Regions from separate parts of the Muntiacus reevesi genome. Here region 1 is linked to region 2. The links are chromatin contacts, called in public Hi-C maps. All regions are on one chromosome and are shown on one strand. Each heading gives the region's core, a stretch centred on a gene start, on an enhancer-like site or on the middle of the called end of the contact. The rest is flanking DNA. Distances are from core to core; before and after follow the strand shown. Region 1 holds the start of ILF2 (interleukin enhancer binding factor 2). Region 2 holds the start of RPS27 (ribosomal protein S27).

What was found. A called contact is a pair of places that touch in the nucleus more often than the background predicts.
Region 1: a contact with region 2 is called in a Hi-C map of muscle, with 5 times the contacts expected there. The contact joins the promoter of ILF2 here to the promoter of RPS27 in region 2. A contact is called at or near these places in 2 of 3 Hi-C or Micro-C datasets (blood and muscle).

What each region holds. Positions count from the first base shown.
Region 1 is chr1:79,499,122-79,503,716 of mMunRee1.1, reverse strand. It overlaps ILF2 (interleukin enhancer binding factor 2), which reads right to left and starts at 3,342. Exons shown (of 14, transcript XM_065903837.1): 1 at 3,248-3,342; 2 at 2,488-2,547; 3 at 2,228-2,270; 4 at 1,768-1,872; 5 at 1,315-1,392; 6 at 904-1,006; 7 at 341-406. The coding sequence starts at 3,252. It overlaps TRNAM-CAU (transfer RNA methionine (anticodon CAU)), which reads left to right and starts at 3,584; the gene lies at 3,584-3,655.
Region 2 is chr1:79,244,904-79,249,300 of mMunRee1.1, reverse strand. It overlaps RPS27 (ribosomal protein S27), which reads left to right and starts at 3,069. Exons shown (of 4, transcript XM_065903674.1): 1 at 3,069-3,121; 2 at 3,436-3,544; 3 at 4,107-4,217. The coding sequence starts at 3,116.

The DNA of each region.
Region 1 (4,595 bases), core at 2,093-4,592, 250 kb before region 2:
GTTTATTTGTTATTTACTCAGCTACAGGATCTTAGTTCCCCAACCAGGGATCAAACCCATGCCCCCTGCATTGGTAGCGCAGAATCTTAACAACTGGATCACTAGGGAAGTCCCAGGTTTTTAAAAACAGCAACAGTCCAGAGTCAGAATTGAGAATACAGAATTTTAAAAGTAAGAGAAATCAATTAGATTTTGAACGCTGGTGATCTCTGCTAGAAACTTCCCCAACATAAAACTCTGCACTCACTCTTCCTTCTAGCCTGACCTGACTTTATTAAAATGTACTTATAAACCTGGCTTCTATGACCACTGTGTTACATGTTCAGCAACAAACTCAAACCTTCAGAAGGATCCTGTGCTCTCAGGCTCTCCACGACCTTGTTTCCTAGTGCAGCAACAGCTTCCACTAGATTGAGAGAGAAAAAGAGATAATAAAGATTATAATTATTTTAGTAGACTTTCTATATGTCTCAAAGCTACTCTGCACTCTGATTTCGGCAGAGCAAGGACAAGCAACTGAATACACGCTTTTACAAGGGGAAGTTTGTAAAAACAGAGAAACTGAAGGCTCAGCGACACCTCCTCCTTTACACACACCTTTTTTCCACCCTAGGGATTTTTATCAGTGGGACTAATGCCATTTTGGCCTGGATAATTCTTTGTTTGGGGTTGGGAGGTAGGGTCTGTCTTGTCCATTGTAGGATGCTTAGCAGCAACCCTGGCCTGTACCAGAAGACATTAGCCTCAAACATCTCCAGACACTGCCAAATGTCCCCTGGGGAGCAAAGTCTATCCTGCAGTAACTGGTCATACATTCTTTCGCATACAGCACACATTTAGATCCCTATGCCTCGAATCCAACTGCTATGTTCTGCTGCTGTGGCCAGAGAGAGGCACACTCACATGTTGGCAAAATCTTTAGGATCACCACCAGGTCAGCCACATTGTGTCCTGTAGTCATCGTTCCCTTTTTATATGATCCAACTTGTCGGACTTCTTCAATTTGCTGTTGGAAAAGGGATTTAAGAAAGAAAAAACAAAACTTAGAAGTGAGAAGCTTATTACCCAGATTTGGAAGTAGCAGAGTTCAAATCATATCCCAAAACGAGCAATGAAAAGCCTGATTCATTACGGCTAGGTGATAGTCATGATGAATCTGGTCCCCAAGACCAGCACTACAAAGGAATTCCACTGTACTTTCCCATTCCAAGAGTGGCTTTGAATAAGCATCTGAAGAACTAAGCAACAGGAACCAAGGAAACTTTCACACTACCATGGCTTCCCTTTCCTAGGGCTAAATCTTCAAAAACTCACCACTTCAAATGTCCCTGGAGCCACAATCAAATTGTCAATCACATTGTTTATTTTTGTCACCAGGGAAAGGATAGAGGCCTGAAAGATAGCAGGAAACAAAAAATACCCTCAGGTGAAATACTAAGTAACTTTTCATCAAGTCTGACTATTTCCCCCAATTCCTTCAATAGGAGATGAATCAACACCTACACAGGATTCTGAGAACACCCTGACCCTCCCAGCCTTGAATATGCCAGAAGAGAAAACTTTTTGATCCCAAAGACAGATTCCCCAGTGATAATATGAATGCACATGTAATCTGTTTATACACTCACCCACAATGAAAAATTACCCACAATGAAAAATAATTAAACTTATGGAGTTCAGGCTCTGATAACAGTAACCTCACCAAGTAACTGTTTACTTCTCTAGCTTCCTTCATGAAATCTCAGGAAGAAAACCAACAGAATATACCTGTTCAGCAGAATTAGGAGCAAGGTCCTGATTCCTCTTCAACAAGGCCTCACTGAAGGAAGTTTCATCAGGTGCTGGCTTGACCCGGGGAAAAGCCATTTCACACTAGACAAGAAATAAACTACTATATACTACTTACCAAAAATAATACACAACAGATTTTGCTGTTGCCACAACACAAAAAAAGAGACAATTCTACAACACTTATGCTCTCACTACCCTTATATTAACAGATAAGGCAGTGATACAATTAACTGTTCAGACCAAAGATTATAATCATGTTACTGTCAATTGTAATGAAGGAACTATCTTCCCCACCCAGATTACACTGTTTCTGTATGTAAAGCAACACAGATGACTCAAAACCTCCCTTTTTCTACTCCAGCTACCATATGACTTCATTATCAGGGAAATGCCAGGTTCCAAGAAACAACAACTGAATAGTGGCCAAGGTACTCACCAAATAGAAGTCAAACGGAATATGTGGCACAAAGGGCCTGAACCTAAAAAGCAGAAAAACAATCCAGATTACTCACCACATAAATCAAATTGACTTCACATCATGGGGTCAAACTCATTTATCAAGAGAGCATGAGAAGAATACTTTTAAAGTACAGCTGGATCTCAACAAGGCAGCTAAGATTACTCCACTCCAAACTCCTATTTAGATGACTGAAACGGAAAGCAACGGGCACAGAGATGCTAAAAACTGGCACTCACCCTCCTCCTGGGCCTCCTCTGGAACCAAAGCGCCCGCCACGACCTCGGCCTCTGTCACCCCTAGAAATGCATTATTAACACATTTTAACTTTGTTTTCACCTCGTTGAAGCAATCTCCTCGATACCGGCCATATGATTTCAAGTTAGCCTACCTCTATCGCTCTGCGCTTCCCTTTGGAAGCCAAAGGATCCCATTCTCACTTACACTTCTACACCTTCCAAATGTCCAGGCTCACTCCCCATGACTGAATAACTGAATCACATCAAATCACATTAAATACTGACGAGGCTCAGAGAGCCCTACAAGAAACACCCCATAACTGCTGGGTCCCGCCAACCCTAATACTTCGGAGACTAATGTGATTGCAGTAAATGTAGTAAAAGCATCTATCAGGCGTATCTGTATGTCAAGCGCCTGACATTGAGGATGAATGAGACACGTTCCAGCCTTCTCAGTCCAAATAGGGGGTGTAGAGGTGCTCCTCCTGGAACCTTAAGACACCCCCTCATGTGAACTCCCCCAGAGATCGAACAGTCGAAACCGCCTCCCGACTCCTGGGCCCCACCCCCCATCCCCGGCCAAGTTTCCCCGCCTCCACTGCCCCCGACCTCCCCCAGTCTCTTAGACCCGGAGTTCCCAGGTTTCCGTGCAACCCCCAGGTACATGGCCCTTTCCAGTCCGCCGACTCCTTTCGGACCAACTTCCTAAAGTTTTCGCTCGAATACCTGAAACCTCTCCAGAGCACCCCACAGCCCTTACCTCATGGCGTCCTAGATCCCGAACAATGGAGGCCACACCAACCGCCCCTTTCCTCTGGGGACCCGAGAACTGGAGAGGCAGCTTGCCGGCGTGTCCCAACAAACTCCAACGCGATTGGCTCCTGCCGTACTCCGCTGTCTGGGCCTATTGGTTTGCTTTGGCAAACCGGTTTATTGAGCCAATGAAAAGGGCCTGCTATGTCAGTAACTAGCCAATAAGAACGGGTTAGACATTAACGCCTTTTTGCAGACGCTAGGGAGCGCTGTGTAAACAATTTAGCATGGCTGACATCTGGAGACCTTTCTATATGATTCTTGGGAAACACGCGCTCGTAGGAGCAGAGTGGCGCAGCGGAAGCGTGCTGGGCCCATAACCCAGAGGTCGATGGATCGAAACCATCCTCTGCTAGCGGTGTTTTTACTTTTCTCCTGGGACAGTTTTTCTGTTTTAAATTTCTTCAGTAAAAAAAAAAATTTCTTCAGTAAATGTAACTACCGTAATCCTACTTTTTTCTCCCTCAAAAATGCAGCCTTTAAAAGCTGTTTTTGCTATCAGCGAGTGAAATGGAAAAAGCAAGCGCAATCATGTAGGAAGGGATTTTAGGTGACTGTGAACACTACATGTCTGGATGTGGTTCATAGAAGCTCTTGAGGCAGGAGAAACGGATATGAGTCTGCATGTGTGTTGATTGACTCAGGGAGGGAAAGTACTGATGGTACTGAGGGACTAGAAGGGAAACTGAGACAGCCTTTGGAAAGAGAGCTCAGAAAAGGAGGGCAAGGGAAACGACAGGAGAGAAGGACCAGCCCTCTGCCATTTTTTGTCCAGTTTCCTCTCCTTTCTCCTTTCCTCTTTCTACAACCTCTCTGGCAGATTCCACCTTTATTCAAAGTTTCACAGCCACGTACATGGATGTACTGTGGTTGCATTTACATCAATTCATATTACTATGTGCTTTTTGTCCTTGCTATAATCCTACTTATCCTCCTTGCCTTCTTTCGTATTGATTACTATTTATTATTCCTTCCCTCCTTCTGTCAATTGAGAGCTCCCACTCGTTTTCTACATTTCTAGTGGTTATCCTAAAAATTATGACGCGCCTCCTTGATTGTCAAAGTCTAACTTTATAAAATCTATTCCCTCCTCGAGAAAAATGCAAGAATAATTTAATTCCGTTCACCACCATCACTCCCTCCGGAATTGTATATATTGTTGTGTAACTCCTTTAAGTACTATATTGGTGTATTATTTACTGCAGCAGAATGCACAGACCTTAAGTCTACAGCTCGATTAATTGTGAGTAATATATTTTGCCCAGGTAACCACCACACAGATTAACATAAAACAT
Region 2 (4,397 bases), core at 1,820-4,319:
TACTCAAGAAAAACAGAATCTTTCTGGGGTAGTTCTAGAATTCTGGTGTTACTGTTCCAAGCCCTTAGTTTTAGAATTCCAACTCCTTTTGAAAAAAGCGGGATGGCTGGAGTTGGTGGCTGTTTGTTGAGTCAGTCTGCCCCCTGGTGGAACAGAGTGAAAATTAAAATTAATTATACTATAGAATCAGCTCCACATACTCCCTCTCCCAGTCTCCAAGCCCTGACCCTAACCCTAACCCTAACACTAGATACATTCTGGAGCTTCATCTTGAACAATCTTCCTTCTGGGAACCTGTGTATGAATTCTCTGACAGGCCAGCTCAGGAAGACAGAGACTGAGACTACAAATGTCTCGTGTCATTCTCTTGATGAGATGTGGATCTTTTAACACAGTCCGGAGGCAGTACTCCTAACACACTAATGAACAGACTGTGAATGTGTGGCCTTGGCAACCAGAAAGCTGAAATATGGAGAATATGGTTACACAAAACCAACTTTATCTTTACTTTGGAAAAAATATTCAAAATATCTGCTTTTCTAATAGCAGGTCAGTAGAATAGTCCTATAAACATAGTGTACTGGTTATGAAAAGGCATCTTTGGTCACTTCAGTTATCCTTGTCGTACTATGTGCCAGGGTTTGTCCCTCTCAAACACAACTATTCAATCCTCTTTTATCCTTTATCTCACCACCCATTATGTCTTCAAGTTGTATTACAAAACCCGAGTATTCTCTACTTCTCCCTGCTGGTCAAACCATCTCTCACAAGTGCTTTAAATTATTCTTCAGTTTTCATGGATTTGTCTGATAAAAACCTATTGGTTCTTTTTCATTTCATCTTATTTTGTCTGAATCTGGACTTTTCATCCCAGACTATTCTTTTTCAGACTATTCTTTTTCACCTCTCTAAATTGCTGTTTAGTTGCTAAGTTGTGTCTGCTTTTTTTTTCCATGTCTGACTCTTGCGACCCCATGGATTGTAGCCCGCCAGGCTCCCCTGTCCATGGGATTTTCCAGGCAATAATGGGAAGAGTGGGTTGCCATTTCCTTCTCCAGGGGATCTTCCTGACTCAGGGATTGAACCCATGTCACTTATGCTGTTGGATACCTGCTTTCACTGGAACCTCATCTCCACAGTACTCTCCCACTAGCTCTCAGAGCTTCTGCAATAATACCTTTGGCCCCCGCAATTATGGTAGGCTCTTCCTGGTCTCTGGTTTTGTATTCACAAACTCTTGCCTAGAATGCTGTAATCCCAGATTGCTGCTTGTTTAATTTCTTGTCTTTCGGTGTGCATGTGCTCAGTCACTCAGTTGTGTCCCGCTCTTTTCGACCCCATGGACTATAGCCTGCCAGGCTCATCTGTCCACGGGATTTCCCAGGCAAGAATGTTAGAGTGAGTTGCCATTTCCTCTTCTGGGAGATCTTCCCGACACAGGGATTGAAACTGCATCTAGTGCATTGGCAGCTGGATCCTTTCCCACTGAGCCACCTGGGAACATGTCACTTCCTCAGAGGTTTTTCTCACCCATCAGTAGTGTGCCAAATCATACAGAAGGTTAAGGGATGAAGAAGTGATGCTTTTTTTTTTCCCCAAATATTTTTATTAGTTGGGAGGCTAATTATTTTACAATATTGTAGTGGTTTTTGCCATACATTGACATGAATCAGCCATGGATTTACATGTATTCCCCATCCTGAACCCCCCGAATTGATGCTTTTGAACTGTGGTGCTGGAGAAGACTCTTGAGAGTTGTCCCTTGGAGAGCAAGATCAGACCAGTCAATCCTTAATCAACCCTTAATACTCATTGGAAGGACTGATGCTGAAGCTCCGATACTTCGGCCACCTGATGCAAACAGTGGACTCATTAGAAAAGACCCTGATGCTGGGAAAGACTGCAGGCAGGAGGAGAAGGGGCGGGGCCAACAGAGGATGAAATGGTTGGATAGCATCATTGACTCAATGGACAAGAGTTTGAGCAAACTCTAAGAGATAGAGAAGGACAGGGAAGCCTGGCCTGCTGCAGTCCATGGAGTTGCAAAGAGCCAGACATGACTGAGCAACTGAACAACAGCAGTAGTGTGCTGGAACCAGTTATCACCGGCTCATGAAGACAGATCGTGCTTTCCAATCCGTGTTTAATGAGGTAGTCTGAAACTGGCCAAGCTGCGAGTATTTTCTCCATTGAAATTAGCGAAGACAACAAATCAGGGCTCCCCTCCAGAAAGTCAATGGTTAAACGTTTGCCAGCGTATCCTTGACAAGAACTCACATCCCTTGTCCCATTCTATTCCTTTGGAATTAACCAGGTCCCCATATACCATTTGAGTCATCTTTGTTCCTCCTTTATGACAAATGGACATTTTAACGCTTTGATCATTACTGTATAAAATAGTGATTTGGTCTTTTTTCTTTCTTTTCATTCCCTACCCAGAGTGTCAGTGCTGCCAAGATTAGAAATCTTGGAAAGGCAGTTCTGATGAAAATGTGGCGGAAAGGATGTGGGAATGTAAAGACAGAGTTGTGAAGATTAACATTAAAAGCAGTCCGAACAATACAGAAGTGACTAATGTAATAATTATTACAGAGAAAGATGGAAAGGAGAGAATAAAATTAACAACGGCTAGTCCTAGAAATAGGCTGAAAGTGCGGAAAAGATGAGAACTTGCTTTTTTTTATATTTACATTACTGAATTGCTAAAAATGGGCAAACTAAACCAATTGAAAAATAGTAAAGAAAAAAAAAGAAAAATAGTAAAGAAATTTAACAAGTCACAGATATGACTCTGTCTGTTTTCCTAACTGGTTCCTGTTGTTAAAGTGTAGCGCGAATTTTAAAAAATGTCTATTTACCCCTTGACGGGTATCAGACACTGACCTTAAGATGCCAAGCTCACTCTCTTAACATGGCGACTCATCTGAGTCCTGTCATTTAGAGACCTTCCCAAAATGGCAGCCCCCACCTCGCTCCAAGGCCCAAACCGTGAGTGAAGGACCTTCTCATCATGGCGGCGATAGGCCCTAACGTCATTTCCTGCGGGACGGCGAATTTAAGGATCAGGATTTCCGCTTCCGCCCCTTTCCGGTGGTGACGACCTCCTCACGAGAACATGCCTGTGAGTTCCTCCGGCTAGGTTTCCGTGGAGATCTCGTTCTTCTGTCTGCACGCTCCTCTCACGCTGATTTGGGAATCACAGAAGGCCCTCATTTGCCCTCCGCACTTCCCAGGACAAGTAACTACAGGGGCCGCAGAGGCCAGCTGGGACCCGTACATGGACGGGAGCGGAGAGGCAATAAGATGGCGGCCCAGCTGCGCAGACACCAGGGGCGACAAGGGGCGAGCTCTCCCCGTTATGTGGCAGTGTGGGCTGTTTTCGATCATCCATGTTCACCATTGGTTTCTAAATCTCTACATTTCTGCCTCTGTTAGCTCGCAAAGGATCTTCTTCATCCCTCTCCAGAAGAGGAGAAGAGGAAACACAAGAAGAAGCGCCTGGTGCAGAGCCCCAATTCCTATTTCATGGATGTAAAATGCCCAGGTGAGGAGATAACATGTAGTAGTGGGGAAGGCACTGAATCCCACGAGTTGAAAAAAAAAAGGTATCCGTGAAGCCCTAATGTATTCAAATTTGAATGTTAGAGATGAGTAAAATTTTAGGATTTTAGGAGGAGTGATCCAGAGAGAGTCCCCTTCAAAACTCTGTGTAGACCACAATTTTTGTGTTGGGAAACACTGCGATGATAATGTTGGGCTTCTGTGGTAATTTATGTACTTAATTCCTGGTGGCAAAGGGGTAGATATGTTGACCAGTTACTGAGCATCTCTCCTCACCAAGTACAGGATTTTTTCTCTTTGACTTTTGAATAATTTTTTGGATGATGATGATTGCTCAGAAAATCCATAGTTTGGGGCACATGGTCAAGGTTGCTTTTGAGTTGACTTTGATGTATACCTAGAGCCAGATAATCAAGTTTAGATTAGGAAAGTAAATTCCAAGAATTTTCATAGCATACTTGTTCTACAGTTAATGCACGGCAGCATATGTTTAAGTGAAGAAAGGTTTGGGGAAGAAAGGGTAACTCGTTGATGTTTCCCCCCAGGATGCTATAAAATCACCACCGTCTTTAGCCATGCACAAACAGTAGTTTTGTGTGTTGGCTGCTCTACTGTCCTCTGCCAACCTACAGGAGGAAAAGCAAGGCTTACAGAAGGTAAATGGTTTAATGTAATTGTTCTACTCTTTTCTCAATGTCTTCCAAATGCATAATCGGGAAACAGTCATCTCAAAGTGCTACTGTCTAAAGCTGGGTGGATGGGTGATAAAAGGGCTTCATATGAGCTGAATCTGATGTCTAGTGACTAGGGAGAAGGTAAAAGAGTTGAAAATAGAG